2 separate regions of the Mus musculus genome follow, and region 1 is linked to region 2. The links are chromatin contacts, called in public promoter capture Hi-C maps. All regions are on one chromosome and are shown on one strand. Each heading gives the region's core, a stretch centred on a gene start, on an enhancer-like site or on the middle of the called end of the contact. The rest is flanking DNA. Distances are from core to core; before and after follow the strand shown. Region 1 holds the start of D830031N03Rik (RIKEN cDNA D830031N03 gene). Region 2 has its middle 8.2 kb from the start of Gm22154.

Evidence for each region. Promoter capture Hi-C pulls out the DNA fragments that hold promoters and counts their contacts.
Region 1: a contact with region 2 is called in a promoter capture Hi-C map of embryonic stem cells, with 2.6 times the contacts expected there. The contact joins the promoter of D830031N03Rik here to the enhancer-like site in region 2. A contact is called at or near these places in 11 of 39 promoter capture datasets (the C10 cell line, the HPC-7 cell line, cranial neural crest and 5 more), 1 of 15 datasets of contacts at CTCF or cohesin (the NIH/3T3 cell line), 1 of 484 Hi-C or Micro-C datasets (the G1E-ER4 cell line), 9 of 115 datasets of contacts at active chromatin or transcription factors (the 230-238 cell line, acute myeloid leukemia, effector CD8 T cells and 4 more) and 3 of 9 other capture datasets (adipose tissue, liver and pancreatic islet).

The regions. Positions count from the first base shown.
Region 1 is chr4:123,408,448-123,413,602 of GRCm38.p6, reverse strand. D830031N03Rik (RIKEN cDNA D830031N03 gene) reads left to right here and starts at 1,692. Exons shown (of 1, transcript NM_001167918.1): 1 at 1,692-5,155. The coding sequence starts at 2,896. All of the region lies in intron 57 of Macf1 (microtubule-actin crosslinking factor 1), which reads left to right.
Region 2 is chr4:123,298,956-123,303,742 of GRCm38.p6, reverse strand. No RefSeq gene overlaps it. Among named protein-coding and RNA genes, the nearest start is that of Gm22154, 8.2 kb to the right of the region's middle. Within about 2 kb of position 2,477, at least 11 of the 459 cell types and tissues checked have an H3K27ac peak or open chromatin away from gene starts, as enhancers often do. A contact at or near this core is called in embryonic stem cells and trophoblast stem cells, where this site is marked.

The sequences.
Region 1 (5,155 bases), core at 443-2,942, 110 kb before region 2:
CAGCTCCTCAGATTCTTAATGTTGATCATATCCCCTGAAATTTGCTCTCCATCAAGTATTCTTGATTCTTTTCACTCTGGGTTCGTAGAAAAATGTTCTAGTGTCTTGCACTATTGCACCAGGAAGCCACAGGATTCTGGATAGCTTTCTGAAGTTTTAACTTTAAAGACTAGGGTATCTAGAATAAGATGATACAATGTTTAAGTATTCTCTCCTGTTTACAGATGGAAAGTCTTTGTATTTGAGTGGGTAGAATTGATCAGCTTCTTTAGGAGTGAGAAATGAAGTATAAAACATTTTGCCAAGCAAAGTTGTCTTTTACTTGACTAATCTGATCATGGGCTTCAGCCTGTACCTCATTTTTGCCAAGGAGTTTCTGGCTCCTCAAGTAAGTTTAAGGCTTAGCTCCAAGCTTCACTGCCAAATCTCCACACACCAGTGACTCGTTTTATTTACTGTTTGTGTGAAGAGTAGAAATAACTTTCTCATAAGTTTTATCATCTATATTAACTACTTGGGCCAACAGGACTTTGTACATTTTAACTGACCTTTTTCATCCTCATGAAATCCGAGGGACCATCATAAAGGGAGTCAAGTATTACACCTCAAAGAGATGCAAGCTACCTCTGGCAGGCAGTCTTCTGGGTTGCTTTGTACTTTTCTTAACAATTACAGGGTCTCTAGATAGCTTTCCTAAAATCCAGAACGTAGTTTGCAGGATTGTGTAACACATTTCTCTAATATTTTCATTCTTGAGACTTGAAATATGAACTCATGCTTTTCATCTAGCCCTTCAGAGGCTCAGATTTCCTTGGACGTGCACAGCGGTTATAGCCAATCCAGGTGTTGGTCATGGGCTGTTCCTGCTAGAGTCTCCACTGCCCTGCAACCCGCACCCCATTTTCCGGTCATTAAGACCGCTGAAGTCTGAGCAGAGAAATCCAGGTGGCGAAATGGGCCAAGATCTGACATACTTGAGAAGGGAAACTGTGCCTAGAGTTTATCCAATAACTTGGTTCCTGAGTCTAACTTAATTCCTTGGCATGCCAAGAAAAGACTGTGTTTAAGGCTAGCCTGTTCTTTGGTCAGCGCCAGAGGTGACATTGGAAAAATACAGGGATAGTCGTTGGCGGCAAAGCTGGAGCCTAGGATAGTGCAGACCGCCCACCCCAGCCCGTACGTCTCTACCGGCAGATGGGGCCCCCGAGTGGCCCTAGCCACTACCGGCTGGTAGTGGGGGCGGCGGGGGCGCCCCTTCTGGGTTCGCCCTTGGGCTGGGCTCCCATCCCGCCGGTTGGAAAGAAGCGGGGGCGGAGGGGCCGGGCCAGCGTTGTGAGGGCGGGGCTTTCCTTTGTCAGGGGATTTGCCCGGCATGACCAGGACTGCCCCTCTCCTCTCACCCTCGCAGGCGGGGACACTATTACTCCCGTGGGTGAGGAGGGAGTGAGCTAGAGGGGGTGCGGGATGAGCTGGAGTCCCTCGCCCCAACCCCGGGAAGCCCCTCCCTCGCCGCCTTGGCCTCCAATCCTTGCCTCCGCCCCCTCCCCTCCCGGCGGGGCTCCCTATAGGCCCCGCCCCCGTCCTCCTCCCTAGCAGTCGGCGCCGCGCGCTCCCGGGCTTCCAAGGGGGCTGCCCGGGCGGGGCAGCGGCTGTGGCGGGGCTAGAAGGGGGAGGAGATCCGCCCGCCACCCGAGCACTTCCAGCCAGCGGCGTGTGAGCGGGCCGCGCGGCGTGAGAGAGGCGGGCTCGCCCCCCTCGTGCGGCCGGAGCGGAGCCTTTTGTTCCCGGCCAGAAGTTTGCATGCCGGGACCGTGACAGCTGCGGGCGGGGAGGACGGCTGCAGGGCCGGCGGCGTGGTGGAGAAAAGAGGCGACTGCTTGTCATGCAGCCCACGACGCGGCGGCTGGGGGCCGGGGACCTGCAGTGGCCGGGGAGGCGGCGCCCACAGGACACGGGACTTACTGCTGCCGGAGGGACAAACTAACTTCCTGAGCGCTAGACCCAAGGCCGGCCCGCCGGGAGCCACCTGCAAGGTTGCGGTGAGGCGACCCTGGCCCTCCGGGGCGCGAGGCATGGCGCGGGTTTGCGGGCGGTGCTAAGTGAGTCCAGACTGCCTCTTGGCCGCTGCCGCAGCCTGCCCGCCTTCTGAAAGGCCCAGCGTGGGCCTCCACTCGCCTTGTTTTGCGGCCACGATACAGTGTTGGCTTGGAAGCCACAACAATGCCATGATGTTTTGGAGACAGGAAGCCCCAAGCTGGCCCCGAATGAAGGACTTCCTGTGTTTAAAGTTGCAGGAATATCCGCTGACCAGCCCTGTTCAAATGCAAACACCCAACTAGAGAGGACGAATGGCTAATTCAGACCAGCTGGACTCTTTAGGGCTGAACACAGGATAAAATGAAAGGAATTCTTAGGAGCTTGGACCATACTTGAAGGCTAGAGAGGGTGTGCCATTGTTATAAAGGACATAGTTGGTATACATTTTCTGCTTCCAACTCAGCTTTGGTGCGAATCGAGTGAAACTAGATATTGAATAAGACTTGTCAATATCAAACGATTTTTTTGCTGACTGAATTTGAAAGGGCTTTAGAAAAGTAAAACCAGAAGCCATACAAGTATTTGTTTTATGTTTATTGATTAAATAATATCATTTGTCTTTCTGCAGTTATGAGGCTGCTAGCCTGTGAGGGAAAACCTGTTTGTCTTATTAGAGTTTCTCCCAAAATGGTTTCAAATTGGGAACTTCCAGATCTTTCTGAAAGGCAGATGCAATTGGTGGTTTGGAGTATAAACATGTAAGAGGACTTACAATTCATGTAGAATGTATTTTGAGAGAACCCGTGGCGGGGAAAAAAAACTTTTGAAAGATTGATGGTTCATCTTTATTGAAAAAGTATGGGTAAGCCACTTAGCAGGCCAGACTGTTTAAGGCGGAACCCTACCTGCCTGGGTAAAGGGGAAGATGAGGATGGCTATATAGAAGATTGCTATGTTCCACAGCGGTCTATATACGATACAATGAGGATAAATGAACAGATTGACCAGGGGTCAAAACTTAATCAGACGTCAAAAAGCACCATGGAGAAGATGGAAGGAAGTACCATATCCAGCAATGGTACATTAGGAGCATCATCTAATGTTTTTGAAGCTAGAGGACCAGAAGGCAAGAAGCTGGATGAGAGGATAATATTTGATGCATTAAAGCTAAGCAGTGATGTGCAGAAGTCAGCACCCGTGCCACCCAGACGTCGGCCAAATGCAGAACGCAAAGATAATGTTAACAGGAGATCGTGGAAGTCCTTCATGCCACCCAACTTCCCAGAATTTGCAGAAAGGATGGAGGCTTCTCTCAGTGAAGTATCAGAAGCTGGAGCTTCAAATCCTTCCTTGCAAGAGAAAAAAGAATCCAGTTCTGCATTGACAGAAAGTTCTGGTCACTTTGACCACAGGGAACCTCAGTCTGAGTCCGTTACTTTGGAACACATGTCCAAATCTGTAGATATTCCAGAAGTGCAAAATGTAAAAAATTTGAGAGACTGCCAGGACTTCAAATTCCAACAGCACAGTGAGAGCTCTCCCCATGAATTCCAGCCTCTGGGCTCAGAAGCTGCAGCAGCAAGTGGTAACACAGATGAAATGCAGGAGCACAGATTCTCAAGTGCAACCTGGCCCAGGGCCATGAAAAGTTCCTCCAAGGGAGGCTTCAGTGAGAAGCAGTATCCCCTTGGGGACACTGCCTGTGCAGTGGAACTACCACCTCTCTCTCCTTGCTTGAGTGAAGAGCTGTTGGATCCAGAATTGCATATGCTTATAACACCTAGCCTGAGAGAAAAAACAGAGTCTGAGTTAAAATTTGAGGAGGATGAGCGATGGATCATGATGGAGGCAGAGGAGGAGTGGGAGGAAGAGAAATTGTCAGAGGAAAGAAAGAGTCTTGTTACAAATGAAGAGACTAGTTTGGCAGATCCCCTTGAAGAAAGTGACCAAGCAAACTCAGTACCAGCAGTAGAGGATGGGTCGGATCGTGTGGCTGTCTCTGGAACTTCTGACCACCTCGCTCTTCATCAGATGTGCTGCTCTGTTGACCTGCAGCCAACTAGGGATCAGCTTGCTTCTGTCCCCAGGGGTTCTCCCCCTGACTGCACCTGTGTGCCTGCAGGTGACACTGTTATCAGTGAGGTGAAAAACAGACCTGATCAGGGGCTAGAGGGTCTGACTTCAGGGCTCCAGTGCCCTGTTGAAGCAGAGCAGCTCTCTGACACAGATTCTGTGCAAATGTTTCTTGAACTTGAGAAGGAATGTTTATGTGAAGAAGGAGTAACTTCTTCAGCTGAGCTGCTGAGTCAGGCCTCTTCTGAAGGGCTGGCCCCAACCCAGGATGCAGAAGATTCACTTTTAATTAGTCATTTTCCAGGAGCTGCCTTAGAACAGGAACAGCATGTGGGTTTTCTAAGTGTGAGGATAAAGGACCCTGACACTGGATTAGATGGTGAATATTGCAATGCCCTGGATTCTTCTCAGGTGCCTAAAGCTGTTGAACTTTGTGCTCAGCCTGATAGTGGGAGGGATGCCTCCACTATTAGCAAGGAGTGTGAAAAAGTGCCTTTTAGCCCCAAGATTGGTGGAGAATTTAAGCTTCTGGCTGATCTGGAGCCACATAGCGAGCTGGACACAGGGGGATTGCTGAACTCTAATCTCAGAGCCTCTTGTGAAGAAAACCTGCCAGTCTTTATTGCCTCTGAGCTAGCCAAAGAAAATGGCAATTTGTCCCAGGTAGACTGCAGTCAGACTGAGGGGAATGTAGAGGAGTATATGGAAAGGATCCCTCTCAGTTTTGCTTTTAACTATGAACAAGATGTTACCTCAGGACCTGAAGTAGAGGTGTTCTCATCTGATTCAAATTTATTAACTGATGAGATTCATTTAGAAAGTGGAAAAGGAGCTCTAATTAGTCAAGAAGATAGCAATCTGGCATCTTTGGGAAATGTAGACCTTTGTGAATTGTCCATGGAGAAAGTTTGTGATAAGGATGGAGAAACAAAAGAGCCAGGTTGTCAAGGGAAGCTTTTAGGGAATGGAGCTCCAGCACAGTTTCCTACAGACTTCCAGAGGAGGTCTTCTGAGTCAGAGGTTCTTAGTCTGCACCTGCTGGCTG
Region 2 (4,787 bases), core at 1,228-3,727:
CTCTAGATGCTGGGATTAAAAGCATGGACCACTATAGCCTGTGTCTTTGCAGTAATTTGATCCAGTAATTCTAATTCTAGGAATTTACCCTGAAGACTGCTGTAGGATGTGTTATGACCTCCCTCTGATTTATTATCAAATCAGCTGCAAGAGTCAATCACCTTCAATCTGGAGCGGACTTGGAAGATCATTTCAAGGCCACCCTCATGAAGATTAACTCTCTCTCTCTCTCTCTCTCTCTCACACACACACACACACACACACACACACACACACACACCATTTGTATGCAATTCTGCCCTAATTGCATGTGGCTTGTGGACTCAGGGTCTCAGGAGTTGGGGAGCTTGGGAAAAGTGGTTATCAGAGGGGAGGGGGACACTCCACCTCTATGGCTGTGGGGAAACCATCCATTCTTGTTATGTTCTCTCTTGCAGCTGTCTGAGGCCACCTCATGTCAGTAATGCATCACCTATGCCCTGTAAGGAAGCCTGATAAACTCACTGGGTGACAGCTAGAATCCTATGTCCAGCTGGTATCAGGAGCTTCTCGGGGGAGTTCTGGCTAAATATACCTCTAAATGTGCGTTGTTAGAACAGCCACTGCCTGCAAGGCCATGCACAGGGCCCTGGGTGAATCGGTGATAGTCAGTCTACCCATGGACTAGGAAAGGGCAAGGAAGCCAAGACCTGATGCTGACTGAATTCCAGAAGCCGCTACACGAAAGAACAAAAGTTCAAAAAGAATATCTGTATCTGAAAAGAACAAAACCAAACCTAAGGATTTGCCAGGATCGGTTAATACGGTTTGCATGGTTGTGGGGGGAATCTTTAGGTTATGAGGACTCCGCCATACTGAGTCGCCTTTGAAGGTGACGCCTGCCCCTGGTTCTGCCTATCGGGTGCTCCTGCACCATGAGCATGCCTTCCCTGCGGTGAGAAACAGAGATCCCTTCCTCCTGAGTCGCTCCTGTCCTGGACTTTATTCCAGTGATGAAAAGCATAAAGAAACCAGGCAGGCCTACCATGAGCTGGAGGGGGTGAGAAGCAGAAGCAATTTCACTGTAGAATTCCTGGCGTGGTTTTCAATCTTTAGTGTGCGGACAGGTGTTTTTGTTTTGCCTGCATGTATGTCTACCTACCACTTGTGTTATTGGTGCCCACAGAGGTCAGAAGGTATTAGATACCCTAGAAGTGAAATGACAGAATGTGTGAGCCACCATGTGGGTGATGGGAATCAAATCCATGCCCTCTGATGCAACGAGTGCTCTTAACCACCGAGTCAGCTCTCTAGCCTGGTTTTACAGTAGGTGGAAGGTAGTCTTTATTTAAAAAAAGAAAAAAAGTGGTAGCAAGTGCTTTTAATCTTAGTACTCAGGATCTGTGAGTTCGAGGCCAGCCTGATCTACAAAGTGAGTTCTGAGACAGCCAAGGCTACACGGAGAAATCCTGTCTTGAAAAACCAACAATAAGTAAATAAATAAGATGGGCAGTGTCACACACCTTTAATCCCAGCACTCAGGAGGCAGCGCCTTCCGGGTCAGGGTCAGGCTTTCCTATGGATCACAAGTTCCATACAGCCACGGCTACCGGATGAGACGCTCTCACTATTATTAATAACAAGACTGAAAGGCAAGCATAATGATGTAGGCCTTGTGATCTCAGCATCAGACAGGCTGAGGCAGGAGAATCACTTTTTTTTTTTTTTCTTTTTTTTTTTCCGACAGGGTTTCTCTGTGTAGTCCTGGCTGTCCTGGAACTCACTCTGTAGACCAGGCTGGCCTCAAACTCAGAAATCCGCCTGCCTCTGCCTCCCGAGTGCTGGAATTAAAGGCACACGCCCCCGGCTAAGGCAGGAGAATCTTAAGTTTCAGGTTACAACAGTGAGACCCTGTGAGGGGGAAAAATAATCTCAAAAATGAAGCCTGATAACTTTGCCCTACCAAGTGACAGCAGATATTTCTGAGTCCACTCCATGTACTGCCTCAAGGGACGCACTCTGGTCAAGTCAGCTTGACAGGCTGTGAGGCCTGGAAGCGCTCATGAGGCAAAGAGTTTCACGGAAGCTCACCTCCTGGAGTTTTGGCGTTCTTATTAACCCATATACTCATACCCTATTCCCGAGTTAGTCTGGTGTATGGATCCACGTGCTCTCTTTTAGTATTATCTTATTATAAGTGCCTTTTAAGATTGAATTCTGACATAGCTAAGCCTTCACCAGTGTTCCAACGTCCTAGAAAGTCCTTGAGCTGAGCATGGGCTTGGAATTCAGGAAGAATGTTGCCTGTTCAGTGACATTCAGAATAGCCTCTGGTACTACACTATCACTTAGAATAAAAGCCAAGTCATATACAGGAATTTACAATGGTTTAGGAAGTAGATTGGGCTGTGGCTTTAGAGTATTGCATTATTCATGAGATGGTTAGCTAGAACGGAACTCCCTAACTAGAACCATGACTTGGGTGTGGAAGCCCTTGCCCTAGGAGTGTAAAGACCTCACACCTGGCTTCTAAGACTACAGCTGACCTTAGATAGAGCTGACTTTGTCTCAGTTGTTTTATTGCCCAGTTCCGGCCAGTCTTTGTGTTTACATTCCTCTGTTTTGTGTAAGAGTCATTAAGCATCCGGTAAAAAATTTAAAATTCTTAAATTTAAGAATTTAAGAGTAAATGGGGCATTTACTGTTTCCTTTCGACTGGTGCTGAGTGGAAAATAATCTTATTCCCTTATGTACATGTACTAGCTACACAAACGTGTATCCAAAAAGCCCGATTACCCATAGGTATAGGAAGGAAATTATATGCCTAAGAGTTGAATGTCAGCAAAGCAAGAAAATGCTGATCAGAGACAAGAGGAAACACTGGGTCAGAGTATTCGAGTGTTCTCTGGGGGAAACTCAGTAGTTAGACCAGCTGCTACAAGGCCCGAAGACAGATCTCAGTCCTAAGCTTCCGGGAGTCACAGTGACTCAACTGCACTGTACAGTACTGCACAGTACCCAAATGCAGAGCTGGGGCAAACTGAACACAACCAAACTCAGGCAGGCTCAGGGAGACTCACCTGCCCACTGCCAGGTTTAAAGACTAAGGGGCCACATGCAAATGACATAAGCCTTAGAAGCTGGGGAAGAAACAGCCTCCCCTGCAGGCTCCAAGAGGACAGTCCTACAACACTGCAATCTTTTTGCTCAGTAAAACCTACTTTGCAGAAATGCAACCAAACCTCTGATGACCTTTTTTTAAAAAAAGATTTTATGTTGAGTACACAGCAGCTGTACAGATAGCTATGAGCCTTCATGTGGTGGTTGGGAATTGAATTTTTAGGACCTCTGCTTGCTCTGGTCAAACCTGCTTGCTCAGTCCCTGCTCACTCCAGCCCAAAGATTTATTATACATAAGTACACTGTAGCTGACTTCAGATGCACCAGAAGAGGGCGTCAGATCTCATTACAGATGGTTGTGAGCCACCACGTGGCTGCTGGGATTTGAGCTCAGGACCTTCTGAAGAGCAGTCAGTGAGCCATCTCGCCAGCCCCTTCTGATAACCTTTTAAAAGCACCCCCACCCGCCACATCCCTGCCAAGCCTGTAGCCTACCGATCACTTGTGTGGTCTCTGAGTGACAGAGGTCAAAGATCAGGTGATTTTCCTCTATCAACCCCCATCTTTAAGATATAACTGTAGCTGTGTACGTTCACAAGTGAAGGTGCCCAAGGAGGGGCAGAGGTCTGAGAACCCCTGGAGTTAAGATGGTTTTAAGCCTCAATGTGTCCAGAAATATTAAGACTGGCTAGAAACTCAGGAGCAGATTGTTTCTCCAGAGATCAGAGTCAGAATCCTCAATTGCCTCTAATTCCAGCTCCTGCAGTCTTTGGACCCAAGAGTATCCACATGGACACTTTTTTCCGAGACAGGGTTTCTCTATATAGCTCTGGCTGTCCTGCAACTCACTTTGTAGACCAGGCTGGCCTTGAACTCAGAAATCTGCCTGCCTCTGCCTCCCGAGTGCTGGGATTTAAAGGCTTGTGCCACCATGCCTGGCTACATGGACACTTTTTAAAAACCCCCAAAACCTTACAGTTTGGGCTTTTGGACCTGTTACTTAAAAGGAGACCAATTCTTATGGGAAACTACCCATAGCCCTAAGGCAGGCTTGGCTGGAAGATAGGAAGGCAGCTGACCGTGGCCAGCACTTGGGACTCTGATATCATGGGACTCCTGAGCATTTCCCCAGAGCAGAAGCCTTGCTGCAGAAACTGGCCAACTGCACGCTGACGTAAGCAGGAGGCAACCGAACTTTACTCCAGTGAAGAGGACGGAGGCTTTGGCCAATGGGCTAGCAAATCCTACCCTGTCCCTAGGGTTTGCAGCGACCCCACAGATCCTGGACTTTCCTGGTGTTAGCATTCTACATTCAAGTATAAAGATTCTGCCATGGTATGCAGAGCGCATTCTAGGACAACTCAATTCACAGTTCACTCTTTTCATGCTTGGGTTGGGTTGGCTCCAAACTCACTGGGCATTACTGCCCTGTAATTCCTGGTCATTCTGACTCCAGCTGGGATCACAGATGCTGGCCAGGAGCCCAGGGGCTTGGTACATGCCAGGCAAGCTCCACCCCAACCCATTTAAATTACCACATGCTTGCTAGCCCAATTACATCCTAAAAATAAAGAAAAGTAGCCGGGCGTGGTGGAGCACGCCTTTAATCCCAGCACTTGGGAGGCAGAGGCAGGCAGATTTCTGAGTTCGAGGCCAGCCTGGTCTACAGAATGAGTAGTTCCAGGACA